2 separate regions of the Triticum aestivum genome follow, and region 2 is linked to region 1. A link is a contact called in public Hi-C data. All regions are on one chromosome and are shown on one strand. The core of a region is the stretch at or near the end of the contact, and the rest is flanking DNA. Distances in the headings are between cores, read along the strand shown. Region 1 holds the start of LOC123069379 (putative ubiquitin-conjugating enzyme E2 38). Region 2 holds the start of LOC123069381.

What was found. Hi-C and Micro-C count contacts between places; a contact is called where the count stands out from the background.
Region 2: a Hi-C map of leaf shows a contact between it and region 1, with 5 times the contacts expected there. The contact joins the promoter of LOC123069381 here to the promoter of LOC123069379 in region 1. A contact is called at or near these places in 2 of 5 Hi-C or Micro-C datasets (both in leaf).

The regions. Positions count from the first base shown.
Region 1 is chr3B:206,366,825-206,370,727 of IWGSC CS RefSeq v2.1, forward strand. LOC123069379 (putative ubiquitin-conjugating enzyme E2 38) reads right to left here and starts at 2,172. Exons shown (of 7, transcript XM_044492229.1): 1 at 2,103-2,172; 2 at 1,610-1,636; 3 at 421-665; 4 at 278-341. The coding sequence starts at 2,172.
Region 2 is chr3B:206,956,070-206,962,483 of IWGSC CS RefSeq v2.1, forward strand. It overlaps LOC123069381, which reads right to left and starts at 2,622. Exons shown (of 2, transcript XM_044492233.1): 1 at 1,613-2,622; 2 at 1,167-1,470. The coding sequence starts at 2,559. The coding sequence ends at 1,395.

The DNA.
Region 1 (3,903 bases), core at 922-3,421:
AAGCACGCACAACTCAATCAAGTTAGAAGAATCAATGAGCATATCCTAATAAAGTTCAGATACGGTGTTGTGAATATGATACTACGTTGAAGTCAACAAATATTTAGCATACTATATTTAGCAGGTAAAATTAATAAGATATAATCAGCACAAACAACAGTTTGATGACAATAATAAAGGACCTTTGGATGCTTTCGGTATTCACCGTCAATGTCATGATAGTTCGATGATAAAAAATATATAATTGATTTCATCATAAAGAAATATATGTACCGACCAGGTAGATCTCTCTGTAGAAGCTTCCATTCATTTTGGATTGTTTTCGTCCAATCTTTGCTCATCTGCTCACATATTGGTGGCAGGAAATTAATTCACAGTTAAACCTAATAGAGATAGAGTTCAAAAAAGGACATAGCATACCTTCCCTGGTGAGGTCTTTGCATAGTGGTGGTCAGAGTAATCTTGAACAACGTCAAATTGGTTAAATAACTTGTGATCCTCATTTTCAGATCCATCTGCTGCCTTTATCATCGATGAGATGTTACTTGAACATTCAGGTTCATGTTTTTGCAGTGACAGCACATTACCAGACCCACTTGAACAGGGATCCAAAAGAATGTTACTTGCAAGGACATTTACAGTGGAGTGTGGAGCAGCACTAGCACCTGAATCCAGAAGATTATGACCTAAGTATGAATGTTATCACCACATATGTACATACTTTTAGAGTTTAGGACAGATACAGAGGGGGAGAAACTCCAACAGGCACTAGCAACTACGGCATTTTAATTTGGAAGAAGAACAAGCCTGTACAGGATGGGATCCCATCTAATGCAGCCAAGATCACTCATCTTGTTGGGGAGCAAAGCAACAATGCCTATGTGGTTCCTCCATCACATGGATTGCCCATCATCAAGGATAAAAGACACACGCCAAAAATTACCAGTAGCTGGTTATCAGCTTTCTTAATGGTGCTATCCCTGCCAATTGCAAAGTAAAGTATTTCTTTGCTGGGAGCCCTAACATCAAGGTTTCATTAAAATTGGTCTGAAATCTTCATGAGTTCAACGACAGGTTACTGCCATTTCATTAATGCCTGCTCCCATTCCTAATGAAAGCCAGCTAATTGTCATGTTAAATTCAGTGAAAGCAGGATGCCATTTTAAAGGAATGGTACAATGTAAAATCTACATAACATTAAGCTAATAGTTGTAATTCCCTCAAGCACGAACACCATACATGTAGTATATCCCTGACATCCAGCCCTTGTTTACACAGAGACTAAACTAATTGCTTCCTTAAACCGGTGATACAGACTCCTATATTTCTAAGAGGCTGCATTTTTTTTCAGATAATGGAAGTACAACCACTGAAGTAGCTGCATTGCGCATCTTCTTTTGCATGTAGTAAGAATGGCATAAGTATTTTATAGTAAAGAGTCACAACTCAGATACCCATTTGAGGGCTGTAATCAGTACTGCAAGTGAAAAATAAATTGTAATAGATATTTCTCAGATACTATCAGATGCCATTTAAAGTAAAAATAAAAAACCAATCAGGAGGAACAAACAGAACATTTCAAAAATTAACATTGGTCATCCGAAGCTACCTTGCCAAAGAGGGTCTATGGACTTGCCTGCATAAATAGAACCATTCATTAGAACATTCAGGGAAATAACAAGTTCTATAAAATGTTTTTCCAACAAATAATTGGTTTGATATAACAAACTCCAAAACATCGTTGAGCATCACAGACATGCATTCATATGCCAGTTTATATCCAACTAAAATACAGTAGCATTCAGATTCTATCGATGATATCGTACTTCAGTAGCTCCAACACAATCAAGACAAATAAGTGTATAAAACATCCTGACATAACTATCTGGACCATTCAACAGCCTCTAATTATTCTGTTATTCCAACAAATTACGACTGTCCCATTGGTATGCAGTTTCATCAAGAACACACACATGCATCATCATTATCCAAAAAAGGAAACATGGTTATTGTTTTAAAGAGGGCAAGGAGCATCCAGTGATCATGTGATGCACCCCCGACTGACAAAACAACCAAGTTAACTATTGAAGGTACATCATCACCTTTCTTGTTGGAATTCTTCTTCTTTTTCTTGCCAACTCCAAAGAGTTGAAGCAGCTTCTTGAGAACCATCTTCTAATCTAATCCGCCCACAGAGATGGCACCTGAAAAGCATGAAACGCCATTGGATTTGGAACCAACAGCTAGAAAGAAAGATGACGCAATTAGGCGGATAACAGAGGTAAATCAAGGCATGCGCATGAACGACATATGCATGAAAGTGAAGAACATGATAATCTTGGACAGGAGGAACTTTTTTCCCCACTTGGTTGATTTCTTGTTCCCCTTTTCCCTTTAATTAAGAAGAACTCATGTTCGTCGGCCCCAGTGAGTTGTTTATGTAGTAGTACAATACAAAACCCAGGCACTCCAATCAGTGCAGGAGTGACGCCATGGTCGGGCCAATGGACCCACGACACGACCAAACCCAGCAACAGACAAAACGAGACAAAGCACGCAAGAACATCACACCGCAGGAGAGAGGGGGGAAAAGCATTATGGGGGCAAAGAGTATCATCGCATCATGATAATAACTCCACAAGGCCAGAAAGAAAACGAAAGATTGCAGGATCTCGGGGGCATCCCTCCCTCCTCCCCAGATCGCACAATCAATCAAAAGAGAAGAGTAGAGAACCATCGCGAGGTACTGAAGAAAGAAGCGAGCAAACCAGCACAATCAAGGAGGAGAAGAGAGCAGAGCAGGACGGAATCGGGGGCAGCAGAGGAGGAGCAGACCGGAACCCTCGCCTGCTCCGTCGGTCCTGGCGCCACCGGTCGCCGGGGAAGTGGAGGGAAGCGCCGAAGGGGGTTCAGTCAGTAGTAGGGGTGCACTCGGCAGTAGTAGGCGAGAAAAAGGGCGAGGAGGCGAGGTGAGGTGCAGGAATGGGAGGAGACGGTCGGTCAGGGTGGGGGTGGGGGTGGTGGCTGCGTGCGCGAGCCCGAGCCCGGGTTTGCAGGGAGGGGAACGCGGGGTCACACCACACGGATGGGAGGGAGCTTGCGTGCCGGTGAGGCAAAGCTCGACCCCAACCGGCGCTTTTGCCTGCCCCGCCTCCACCCCGCAACACCGACCCACCCCAAGCACGGTGCACCGCGTCCCCCTCTGCAACCGCAAGCACCGTGCCATCAACTCTTTCCGTTCGATCCAGCCGGGGTTACCATACCCCATACGCATATTTGGCATCGTGGCCGTGATTAGGGGCGCGCGTCCGGTGATTCCCCTGCTCGTTTTGGGATGCCTTTTCCTTCCCTGGAAAGGAAGCGACAATGGCGAAATCCGGCATGTGATCCGTAGCCCTGGGTGCTCCTACGGCCATAGGACCTGGTACCTGCGCTGTGCGTGCCCTGTGCTATGCTAGGTTAAAAGGCCGGGAATCCCGCGTGAATACAGGAGTGGAAAGTGCCAACCTGCCCGCGATTCCTTTTTCCATGTATATATGCGGGCTCGCCAAGATAAGCACGAGATAAGGAGAAGACGGGACATGGGAACGGGAAATGGAAACATTTTCTCTTTTTCGGGAAAAGAGAGGCACGCATGGACGCATCCAGCCGAACACCACACGCACGCAGTTTGGCTTTCGTCTGACGGAAAGATACGGCCAAGCCCGGGGCATGAACCAGTCGTCGGCTTGGGGCTTCGCTTGTCGCGCAGCCGGACCCCAGGTTGATGGGCATAGCACTGATCCTGCACTCTCTTCAGTCCAGCGATCGTTTTCAGCACATATCCTGCACTCTTTGAGAGTGAAAGAGAAAAGAGTTTTGAGAGGAAAGAAGTGTCTATGGCCCTGTTTGTTTCATAAGTCC
Region 2 (6,414 bases), core at 1,372-3,871, 590 kb after region 1:
CCAACCAGTTCTTGACAGAGTAGGATCGAGCTGCGACATCTGAAACTCATATTGGGTGGAAACTTAAGCTGGAACCTGAACCACAACTATGTTAATACATCGGAAATGGAAGAATATCTCGCTTCTCTGTGGAGAGTACCACGCCACGACAGAGAAGGAACATTAAAAACTGGATGTGCACTTGCTCTGGTTCTTGGTTTTTTTTTTTCATACACCCAATTATTGTCACTAACTTTTGCCCCTTAACCTCTAAGTCTGCTGTTTCTGAGGTATGGATTTTATTCAACTTTTTTTTTTAAATCCATGTGTTCTGAGTTTGAGGTTCATCCATAGATCATATGGATACTCGTTGTTTTCCACTTCCTAGGTCACAGTCAGTTTTGCATTATTTGAGTATAGTAACAGGGGCAACATCTGCCCCTGCCATTGAACATTTAAACGTGAAGTGAACACCAGGTTGTTTGCGGTTGAAGGAAGTTTACACTAATTTTAGCTCACCCTGTACTTTCATAGCATCACAAAAGTCCCAGTTCCCCCATGAGCTGGACATCTGTTCACGTCAATGTTACAAAACGTTATAAAACGACACGGAGATTATGAGGTAGGCTTTTCATTCATTTGCATTTTGCAATATACCAGTGTTAAATATGTTAACCTTGTTTGTGGTTTATTTCATCTAAGAACCTGCAAGGCCTCGATCAGCATTCCAGGTCGGTGTTGGTAGAACCCTTGGTGGATCGTGTTAGGATTTAATTAATCCTATTAATCCCTGCTTTCCTAATCGAGGCGATTGTCTCGTGTCCCTTTGGACGCACCCTTTTCGGGGCTATATATATGTGTAATCCCATCGTCAATGAGAACAACTATTTACTTTTACATCTTTGTGTTTTGTCTCTCGGTCTCTACCCGAAACACGTTATCAGCACGTAGAATCTGCCCCGAGCAATTGACGACACGAAAAGAAGAAACAGTCGCGCGGCCGCGGAGACGCTCGGCCACAACGCCTCTTCTTCCGGCGCGGTGCCGCGACGCCAATGAGTAACGGCAATGGCGGCGGCGGCGGCAACATGCGGCAACGTCTCGAAGCATGCATCCATTCATCTGCACGGTTGGCTGCGCAGGAACATGCACCGGCAGCGCCTCGAAGCATCCATCCATCCGTACAGGATAGTAATCATCAGATGTCAATTTTGGTTGTCTTCTTGTGATTAAGAAATCCAGAGTAAGAAGTATCCAATCAACTGCGCTTCGTCGAATCTGCCCAGCGATGGCGCTGGCGCTGGTCCGGCCGCTCAAGTACCGGGAATCAAAGTCCGGCCGCTCCCTGCATCCATCCATCGAAGTAGCGGCTATCTCTGCCGCTCGCGCGCCGGCGCCCCTTTGACTCAGCTTCTCTAAAGGCCATGCCGTGGTGGGCGGTTACGCATGAACCTGGAGGAAGCAAAGACGGGCATCCGCATGCATGCATCCCTACACGGAATCGACCAGGGAGAAGTTAATTCTATTGTCTTCTTGTGATTAAGATCGGCAATCGATTATGTTCTCATGAATGGCCTACGGGAATTTCTTTATTGAAATTGATCATAACAGAACACAGGAAAGATGGAACAACCGTGCGAAGAGAAGCGGGGCAGGCCGCAGACTAGCGCAGCGGCGCGGCGCGGCCAAAGACGCGGATCGGCGGTGGTTGATGACGCCTTCCATGCCAACCGCCTCCCTGTGCAGCAACGCTGTGGCGTCTTCACGGCCGGCGTCGCCCTCGCCGACCACCGCGAATCCCGGCGTGGAGGCGGTGCCCAGTGCGCTTGCAGCCCTCGGTTTTGACGCGGCCTCGACCCCGCGGCGTCCCGTTCGCTGTGAGGTGAAGTGCTCAGACGGCGCGGCCTCGGCCGGCGTCCGGAGACAACCAAACCAAGGAGGAGGCGGCTGTGGCCCACGGCTCCGATGTGGAGACAGCGGCCAGCGACCATAGCGCGTCGTTCCCAACCGTTCGCGGCGCAGCGCGCAGCACGCAGCCCTCCTCCGGCGCGGCTCGCAGCCCGATGGCACAAGCGGCCAGCGGCCGATGCGGTTCTCTCCGCTCGGCCATGGCGCGGCAGGCTCATTCTCGCGGGCGCACCGGCTACGCTCCCCGGTCTCCAACTCGAGGCGCAAAGGCGATACTGCCTCCGGCAGGCCAGTGCACAGCGCGAGCACATCTCGGCCAACGGCCGGCGTTTGGAACGGCTGCTCCATCCTGCATGGCCAGCATGGCCCCTCCGGCATCGCCCGCAGCATCTTCCCCGGCTTCCACCGGCTCACCACGGCCGGAGCAACGACCCGGCGCCAACGTACTCTACGTACCGGCGGTGTAGTGGTGTACAAAGCCAAAACGAGTCTTTGATTCGTAACCACACAGAGAAAGCCGATGGTGCTTATCTCTTCGTTGTTTTTCAGTTTTCCCATCAAGGTATTACTGTACAACGTCATTGTTTTGCGATTGAAATTAAGTTTAAGTTTTCTCGCATAACAGTACTGATTTGCGATTGAAAATTTTCTTTTCTCGCAAAACAATTTCATTGCGATTGAGATTAATTTCCTCTCGCAAAATATTAATTCACTTTGCTGAATTATCTTGCAACTTGATACAACATCATCTCATTTAATTTGAGGTCTATATAATTCAAGTTTTTCACTTGAACATCAAGATTGCAACATCATTACTATTCATTATGATAATGGTGTATTTCTGTTGAGTACGATGTATTCTGGAATGTATGTATCTCCATGTTCGCTACATGTCGAGATTAATACGTCTATTTGCAATTGAGATTTTTAATTTCTTGCAAATAAGAATGCAAAATTCAAAGTGATTTCTTCAAATTGATGTATTGGGATCACAAGGTAGTCATATAGATCCAATGCCTTTGCAGATTATCAATGACTACTGTTAAAGCCTATATTTTGTCATTTTGACATTATAATTGCTTTACAAAGTGCTCTCCCACACATTTTACTAAGTCATGACATAAGACATTACGAGTGAGTATCTACTGATTTCATCAGATTATACTCTCTAGTGTTGCGAGATCTACTCCATTTTGGAGATTATCTTCAAGGTGTCATATTTAGCAATTTGAGGTTCACGCTAATGGTTTCAAAATAACTTCTTGAAATACCCATTGATTTTGCTAAGTTCATTACAACATCAACCATGACGGTCCTTAATTTACTAGTTGTAAATTAATTATCTCTGGTTTACCCATGGCGGTAAAATATGGCTATAGAATTTGAGGCATTCGCTCTCAATGGCCACCACTACCCTATCTGGGCCATGGACATCATGACCGCTTTTGTGTCCCGTGGGATACTGCCTCTGGTCAGGATCACACCGCTAACAGAAAATGATGTCTTATATATCATAAGGCAGTAGATTCAGATCTCGGCATCTGATTATTCTGTATCAGCAATTCCTGGGGTACAATGAACCTCATGGGCAAAGGTTTGAATCTTACTTCAACCTTCAATCTGACATCACCAGCTGTGACGGGACCCTATCAGCATGGAGAATGTGATGGTTGAATATGCCTCAGCCGACATGTTTGGAGACTATGAATAGTCTTTCAATCTCCCGAGTGGTCAATATAATTAATGTACATTTATGATGTTGTAACAACAACATAAGTATTGTTGTCATCGTCATATATTGTATATCACAATATATTGTATCAGCACTTCGGTACAAATACATTTGTATGTCTATATATCTGACAGTGATTTTCATATTGAGAATCTTCATGTCTATATATAGATTTCTACGGGAGTCAATCCGATGAAAAATGATATGTGCCTTGTGGACATATGCACTACAATCTCTATACTTAGGGAAGTTCAATGTTTCCACTCTCATTGAGAGAAAGGAGATATTTTAAAATCGCTAGACGCGATGAGGTATTTGTTGGCTCAACTCGAGTCATATTTACTATCCCTGTGGGTACTCGAGTAACGTCGAGATGCTTTATGCTTCTCAGGTTTCACTCGTACCCTACTAAACTATGGAGGTATCCGTCAAAATAGTTTCCATAGCGAAACTTATGATGACAACAAAGAGGAATAACTTCTCTTTACCATATGCAACGGATATGGCAAGCACATTCTATGTGTATCATCTGGATTGTACTACACATATGACACAACCCGTAGCACATGTTGTGTACGAGATAGTTTTCCAGAGTGTCTTGTACATGACAAACTTGGCATACTCGCCTTGGTCATCGAGACATTGGGTTGAAACAGAAACTAACAACAATTCCAATAGTTTATGATTATTATGATGCTAAATTCTAATAACATTTGGATTTCATGTGCACTACAAGTGACACAGGAAAGCTAATTTTAAAGCTTGCACACCTTAAATTCTACGATGAACCACTCAGACTCCTTGAATGCATCAAGTCGAGGTAAGTGGCTCTTCCCAGCCATTAAGTAGACTATTCAGGTATTCCATGGTTCTAAAAGACATATCTACATGATGGTCTTAAGTGTGTGCTTTATTCACACGAAACCATTGGCTCATTATCCTGATATCGATTTCAAGCAAATCGAATGGGTAACATTGCATAATTCTCCTTGAAGGCATTCTCTATGGCCTTTGGATTGAAGTTTAGCAATTTGTCCTAATGTCTAGACTCAAAATGGTTTGGTAGAATCATATCCAAAGAGTTAAGCTCATTGCATTATCTTTATTTTGGAATTGCAACTTACCAACTTTACGTTGGAGTCATGTAGTTTTACACGCTCATGACCAAACTGCATAATATTATTCCCCTCTGTCTTTGATACGTGGAAATCTACCAAGTATTTCCCATCTGCAGTAATGCGGTTGCATACCGATATCACCACTCCGGCATACATCATTGGCCCCTCAACATATAGTTGGGATCTATGTGAGGAATAACTGTATTTCCGTCAATACCTCAAGCCCCTCGCATGGGGAGTTATTCAAGGCCAGTATGTTGATTCAGTGAGGAACATTTCCAGGCATTAGGGGGGATTTCAAGTACCGTAAAGAATGCCAGGAAATTAGTGGAATGTTCAAACATATCTCTGCCTCAAATCCACGTTACTCAAAGATCTGAACCATGCGTTCAAAAGATTTGCAACACATTGCAAATAACCTGCCAGATTCATTTACTGACTATAAAGGTGTCATACAATCCTACAATCCTGAAAAACATGCCTGAAAGAGTGGAGTACCAACTAAAACCACTCTCAACTCTCCGTTCAAAGCAACATGGGGAGAAGTACGTCAATAGTACATCAAGGATATCAAGGCCTGTGAATCAGTAAATGCAAGTCAACTTCACGTTGACATACACCTAATGGATAGTATACACCCAGTGGACGGGAAACCTCCACCAACCCAGGTCATAGTGCACACAATGACCGGGACATCGGAATACCCGACTCGATCGCATTGGGAAATCGCGAGCAGTCACCATGGGTAACGATATTTCCATCAACTATATATTGATATATAGATTCTGGAGAATCATATAACCGGAAGTCTACAATTGTCGACATACATTTCTCAACTAAATTGCAAAACCTTTCAAATGATTCAGATCCAAAGACCATGGCCATGGTAAAGTGTGAACAACACTAGGACTGAACTCAAGCAAAGGGTATAATCTAGGTAGAAATGATCTTGCTCAATAATAGGAAGGTATTCATAAGCAATACCTACACAAGTTTTCTTCTAGAAACAGAATTGAGAACAACCAGGTGGTGAAACAAAGAGCAAGTATTGTAGCACAAGGGTTCACGCAGATACCCAACTATTCTCCAGAGGTGGAATCTCTTTCCGATAACTTATATCATTGGCAGTACAAAATCATCTATCTCTGCAGTTGATAGATGTAGTGATCGCATATCCATGTGGTTCACTATATTCAGACATATATGATTGATTTCTAATGGAATCTCAATTCTGAATCGAAATACAAAATGCAACATACATTGTGTAAAAATTAGTAAGTCACCATATGACTTATTATTGTCGTTACATTTGGTACAACCGACTTAGTGAGTTCCTTTACACGAGGATTACTCCTACAATGATGGTTATCCATGTTTGTCTGTCATACACAGTGATTACTCCTGCAATGACAATACATGTAATCATCTAAATGACGGAGTTTAAATGAAGGATTTGGGTAAACCAAAATACCGCTCGTTACTACAACTGGAGCACCTTCACTCATACATTTTGGTACACTATGTTGTCTATATCCAAAATATATTGGAGAAATTCATTGTGGACAAATATTATCCATCCATAATTCTCATGGTAGTTCATTCTCTAGACGTAGAGAAAGATCTATTTAGACCAAGAGATGATGGAAATGAAATATTGGGACTCAACGTTCCATAATG